Linked DNA regions of Mus musculus: region 1 is linked to region 2. Evidence: chromatin contacts called from public HiChIP or PLAC-seq data. All regions are on one chromosome and are shown on one strand. Each heading gives the region's core, a stretch centred on a gene start, on an enhancer-like site or on the middle of the called end of the contact. The rest is flanking DNA. Distances are from core to core; before and after follow the strand shown.

Evidence for each region. HiChIP or PLAC-seq counts read pairs in DNA pulled down with a chosen protein or histone mark.
Region 1: an H3K4me3 HiChIP or PLAC-seq map of neural progenitor cells shows a contact between it and region 2, with 6 times the contacts expected there. The contact joins the enhancer-like site here to the promoter of 4932441J04Rik in region 2. A contact is called at or near these places in 1 of 39 promoter capture datasets (cranial neural crest) and 4 of 115 datasets of contacts at active chromatin or transcription factors (acute myeloid leukemia, astrocytes, embryonic forebrain and 1 more).

Annotation. Positions count from the first base shown.
Region 1 is chr5:59,138,441-59,141,332 of GRCm38.p6, forward strand. No RefSeq gene overlaps it. Among named protein-coding and RNA genes, the nearest start is that of Gm22308, 75 kb to the right of the region's middle. Within about 2 kb of position 1,426, at least 14 of the 459 cell types and tissues checked have an H3K27ac peak or open chromatin away from gene starts, as enhancers often do. A contact at or near this core is called in neural progenitor cells, where this site is marked.
Region 2 is chr5:57,716,330-57,719,246 of GRCm38.p6, forward strand. 4932441J04Rik (RIKEN cDNA 4932441J04 gene) reads right to left here and starts at 1,590. Exons shown (of 5, transcript NR_015588.2): 1 at 1,517-1,590. Pcdh7 (protocadherin 7) reads left to right here and starts at 1,752. Exons shown (of 3, transcript NM_001122758.2): 1 at 1,752-2,917. The coding sequence starts at 2,776.

The DNA of each region.
Region 1 (2,892 bases), core at 176-2,675, 1.4 Mb after region 2:
TTTTTTTCCCCACTGATTTTAGGTCTGGGGTATATTCGGGGATTTTAGGGTTTAGACTGCCGCCAAGAAGGCTGCTACTGTTATCATAGTGAACAGATGCTGCAGGCTCTTAAGCTGCAGATATTTCTGTAGCAAACCTTCTAACTCTTTTACGCGTTTGCTCAGAAAAGCAAAAGGTAAGATCAGGCTATTGCAAAGCTGCCTGTGGTATTTTATCTTGCAAGGTGACAGGTTTGCTCAAGATGAAACTTTCTAAGTCATAAGCCAATTCAGAAAAAAAAAAAAAGTTCTTAATTGTTTTTTTTTTTTTTTCTATAAACTTTGTTCACACCAACTTTTAATTCATTTTGCTTAAATGGAATTTTATTGAGGCTGTCAGGAGCAGGCTGCATGCTGGGAGTTGTACAGAACCAAAAACATTATCTTAGCCTAAGTAACAGCTGTAGAGAAACTGTGGGACCTCCCACATATCCCCCACTGAGACCTAGACAATGGGTGAGTTATTTGACAGAGTAACAACAACAGCTGCCAACTAGGTCGAATTTAAAACTCAAGCTTGAAACTTTTAGACTTGAAATAAACTGGTTCATAAAATTATTGGGGGCCAAAGAACTAGCATAATAAGTAACATTTGTAAAAAGAAATTTATTGGATTTAAGATTTCCTGGGTCGTATTTCAGGTCATCTTTGTCTACTCAGTTCAGAAATATTTTAACTGAAAGGAATTTCATTTTCAACTGTGTGCTTTCACATAGCACAAACTACTTATCAAATGGTGGATGGTGTCAAGATACACTAAGCTAATATTTTTTGATTTTCCAAAGAACTTAATATTCACCAATACATTTCTTCAATATGTGAAAATTTAAATTTTATAAACGGAAAAGGGGAATATAAATGGCAATCCAACGGAAGTGATAGTTTTCATTTAGAATATGGCATTTTTTAAAGACGAAAACACACCTATGATACACAGTTTATGGTGGCATTATGTTGTCAGACAGAACAGTAACCGTTTCTGAAGAAGGAAAAGTTCCATTCTCAAGGAAGCTCCTTAGCAGGAAGGTAAATATACCACAAGTTAGAGGCCAGATAGGGAATCCATGACAGACCAAAGTGCTTATACCACCAAAGTCCAATTTATTGAATCAATGAGTTTTGTTGCAATATTTACAGGAAAGTGGGTGAGGGGCTACTTTCAAGATAAAAATGTCTCAAACAGAGCTGCATCAAAATTGGATCACACTGCACAGCACAGTGGTCAGGCCACTGTACAGGTAGGAGAGTGTTCTTTCCAAGTGACTCCTATATAAACCTCAAGCAACTCTGCGGCTTTCTGCCTCTTGCAGCCACCTGCGCTGGTCTCAGAGCCCTCTTTGAGGCTTTCTTCCTCTCAGTCTTCTTTGCAGCTCAGTTTGTCTGAGAGCCTCTGTGAAAGATCCACAGCTTGCTTCGCTTCCTCTCTGCTTTTATTGCCTTCTATGGCAGGGAGGGGCCTGGGGAATCTGTTCAATGGCACAGACTTCATTCCGTTGTTTCCCTTCCAAGGGGGTAAATTTGGAATGCTTCAATCTCTGAGGAAACTGGTCTACAGTTCCTTTCCTATATAATTTGTAGAAATCGTCAAATTGTGGCCATTTCTTTTGAGGACTGTAAATATTCAGATTCTCTTTATCTGGAAGAAAGCTCGCTCTTATTAACACTAAAACAGATCAAATGCCTGTAATTAAAGAAAAAAAAAACCTAAACCAAAATAAGGCTTAGGAATAATATTTGTAAGAACACATTTTAATATATTAACTGAAAGGCACTAATTAATATTTGATGTTACTTAACAGGATTTCCTGAATATCTTCCCTCTTAGTGGGCATATTATGCAGCTGAGTATCCTGTCCTATTGTTATTATTTGTAGCACATGCAACAACTAAAGATTGCCTGTACTTACCCAGGCAAAAACATGAATCAAAATTAAAAACTACAAAGCCAAAAGTATCTGTAGAATGTACTAATCACATTGGGTTTATTTATCCATGTAGGAAATGTCTCAAAAAGAAAATTGAAAAAAAATTAATACTTGGATTGAAAAGAACAACATATATTAGCATATTATAATAGATGGTAATCAGAATAATTTCATTTGATTTCCTCTGAGCATCAATAATAAAATCTGACTGAAGTCCTTACAGAGATATGAACTTTAGTCTTCTTCAGTTGTCGAGATGTATAAAATGTGTGTTGAAGAGATATGTTTCATCACTTTGATATAGAATAAGGATTCTCTTTACTTTTAAAACACTTAACTCTTTTGAGATTATTTTCTGGTGAAAATAGTTCTCATATAGAGATAGAGATAGAGATAGAGATAGAGATAGAGATAGAGATAGAGATAGAGATAGAGATACAGATACAGATACAGATACAGATATAGATGATACAGATACAGATAGATAGATATAGATATCCATATCCATATATATATGGATATGTATGTATAGATATGTATATATGCCTGTTCTTATGATAAAGATCTTCAGAAAGATGAAGGACGTTGGTCCTTTGAATGATACCCGACAGACAGACACAAAAGAGAGCTTTGAGATAAGAGAATGTAATACAATTTAATGGATAAAATTATAAGGTCATGTAAAGTGCAGGTTCAATCTTTGATACTTCTATCAGGAGCCTAGAATGGCAGAGTCTTTGCCATGGCAGAATTAACATTGCGCTGCCCTTGTCTGTGTATTTATGGAAGCCCATATTTTTATGAAGTTGTTCATATAAATTAAAACTCAAAACAAATATCAAGTCAGTACAGATGAATACCAAGGGCACAAAACCTTTTGAATGGTCACTATTCTGATGATGGTGATGACTAATTACTTTTACAATAG
Region 2 (2,917 bases), core at 340-2,839:
CCTTAAATTCCTAGCAACATTCTCCGAGATAGTAAGGACCCGACACAAACTCCACCTACTACCTTCGTCTTTTCTTAATCTTTCGGTAGAGGGTCTTTATTTTGACAGTGTGAAATACATGAGAAGTGGGCTTCGGTTCGAAATACACCACCAGCCCTGAGATCTGACTTGGCAGACTGCGGTGGTCATGAGTGAGAACCGGGGAAGCCTCACGCCCGGGAATGGCAGGGAGGATCACGAGGCACAAAGTCAAAAGGAGAGAAAAGAGGTTAAGCATACTCGGTACACAAAGTTGCCATTAAAGTTTATTTCCCTTATATCCAGATAGGTGACGCTACACTTTGCCGGTTACTAAAAGCTGCAGGCTCTGCTTAGAAAATAATACCCAGGCTTCTAGCATGTGTTTTATTCCCCAGGCGCGTGCACACACGGTCTATCCCCAGTGAGAGCCGGATGACAGGAATTCCAAGCATTTAAACAAAGGCAGGCATTCTCCCCTCCCCAACCCAGACCTCCAAAGTCTGGGCTCCAAAAAAGGATCCTCTCTGGCTCTCGTTGGAGTTTGATGCTCTCTCTTCACTACTGCAGCCCGTCACGGTTTGGCAGAACACAAGCTTGGCTTTCGGAACTCAGACATCGACCTCAGCCTACCAGTAGCAATTCACTAACCCAGATGCTAAATTGCGAAACGAAGACACGTTGCGGGTGGGAGTTGGGGCGGGAGGGGGGCATCGTCTGAGGGTAGACGTGGGAGGAAGGTATACTAACACCCTCACTTCAGCTCTTACCCACGCAGCCGGGTTTAGTCTACCAGCCCTAGAGGGGGAAAAAGAATCACCCCACCCCCACCCAAACTGCCTAAGGAGACTAGACTTTGGCTTATCGGGGCTGAGATTGGGCAGTTCTCAGTCGGCCCCACGAAGCGAAGCCTGGCTTCGGTGAGCGCCGCGGCTGGCTAGTCCTTCCTCCCGCCTCCCTTCCCTGGGCCCTCCTCCCTGGTTCTCTGCAACTGTGTAGTTTCGGATACCGCCGCCGCCGCTGCAGCGTCGGAGTCAAGTCTGACTCCGGAGCCCGCGGGCTTTCCGCAACAACCACCAGTTTATGCAAACTTGCGGGTTTCCGGCTAGTGGGTAGCGAGAGTAGGAGCTTCCCCGGAGCGATTCGGTGTCTCGGAACAGCCACAGCCAGAGAGGCGGCGGGAGCGCGCGCACCAGACTCTGCTAGACGCGAAAGCGGACGAGACAACTGCGGAATTCACCCGCCGCGCCAGGGCACTTCCGAGACAACAGCCGACTGGCACTTTTTCTCCCTTTGGCAAACTAGATTTTTTTTTTTTAAGCTACTTGGCAGCTCTGTTTGACTCCACCTCCCCCTCCACCCCCGCCCCAGTGGCTTTGGCTTTTCTTTGGAAATCCGGACAGAATTGGGCATCTTTGTTAATTGCCGTTAGGAGTGCCCGGTCGTGAGCTTTCACCGGGCCAGTGTCGCGCGGATGCACGGAGCCAGGCTTGCTCACCTTTGAACTGCAAAGGGATCAAGTTCAGCTCGAGTTCCCCGCATTGAGACTGGAAGAAGCTGAGAGACTGTGCTGGAGAGAGTGAGAGAGGGGGGGAAAGGGGAAAGGAGAGGAGGGAGGAGAGAGAAGAGGAGGGAGGAGAGAAAGAGAAGGAGGGAGGGAGGGGAGGGATCGAGAGAGAGCGGGGAGAGAGAGAGAGGCTGCAATCTCCTCCCTGAATCGCGCACAGCGCTGCAGATCCCACTGCTCCAACACGCGGGCCGAATGCAGGTGAGGGAAGGCACGGACTCTGCGGCTGAGAATCCAAACTTGGGCACCGCGCGGTGCGCACGGTTCGGCTCTCGCCCCCGCGGGCGAATGGTTGCTGCGGTTTCAGGCGGCGGCTTCGTGACTAATGACCTTGCGCAGAGTTGTTAAGAAAAAAAGAGAAACCGGAGCTCTTCGGGGTGAGAAGCGACCGACTCTGGGCGTCTCTGAAGATGGCTCGGGCTGCTCTTTGGCGCGCCGGGAGCACCCGGTCGCGGACCGAGCTGTGACGCGAGGCGTCTTTTCGCTGCACCTTGCCCGAAGCGACCTGCCGTGGAATTTTTCATTCAAGATATGTTGAGTGGCTTCCCGGCTGCTTAAGAGGAGTCAGAGTTAAGACTGGCTTGTTGCTCGCCCCAGAGCCTGAAGCAGGAAGCGGTTCAGGTTTGTCTGGACCTCGGGAGCCTAAACAGAGCCTGGGTCTAGAGTGAGTAGCTGGAACGTGAATTGGACTTAACTCGAGTAGCAGTAAGGACTAACGCTGCTGTCAGGCGGGGAAGGCTGCAGGTTTGTTCTAGTCCGCTACCAGGCTCCGCCGCCCTCTTGCAGAAGCGGTTCCGGCCCCTTCCCAGGGCTTGGAGACTGGATCTCAGTATCTTCCCACTGCGGGGATGACTTTGTGGGGGCACCGAGCCCGTGGCGCGCAGTGTCCCGTGAACTGTGAGTACTGCGAGTAAACGGTGGCCGGCGAGCGGGCGATTAGCACCCATTGCATGAATTATGAAACAATAACTTTCGGAAGAAGCAGGAGGAGAAAAAAAGAAGCATCTCTAGCTGCCCCCCTCCCATCGGCCGACTCTACGCGCTACTCTGGCCCCCTCCCTCCCCTCCCTCTCGTTTCTTCCTTTCCCGGAGAGGAGGACCGAGGGGAGGGCAGGCGGCCAGCCCCGGAGGAGGGGGGTGCCGAGGGGGGTTGTGGTTAGAAGGAGCAGTAGCAGCAGCAGCAAGAGAAGATGCTGAGGATGCGGACCACGGGATGGGCGCGCGGCTGGTGCTTGGGCTGTTGTCTCCTTCTGCCGCTCTGCTTCAGCCTGGCCGCCGCCAAGCAGCTGCTCCGGTACCGGCTGGCCGAGGAGGGCCCCGCCGACGTGCGGA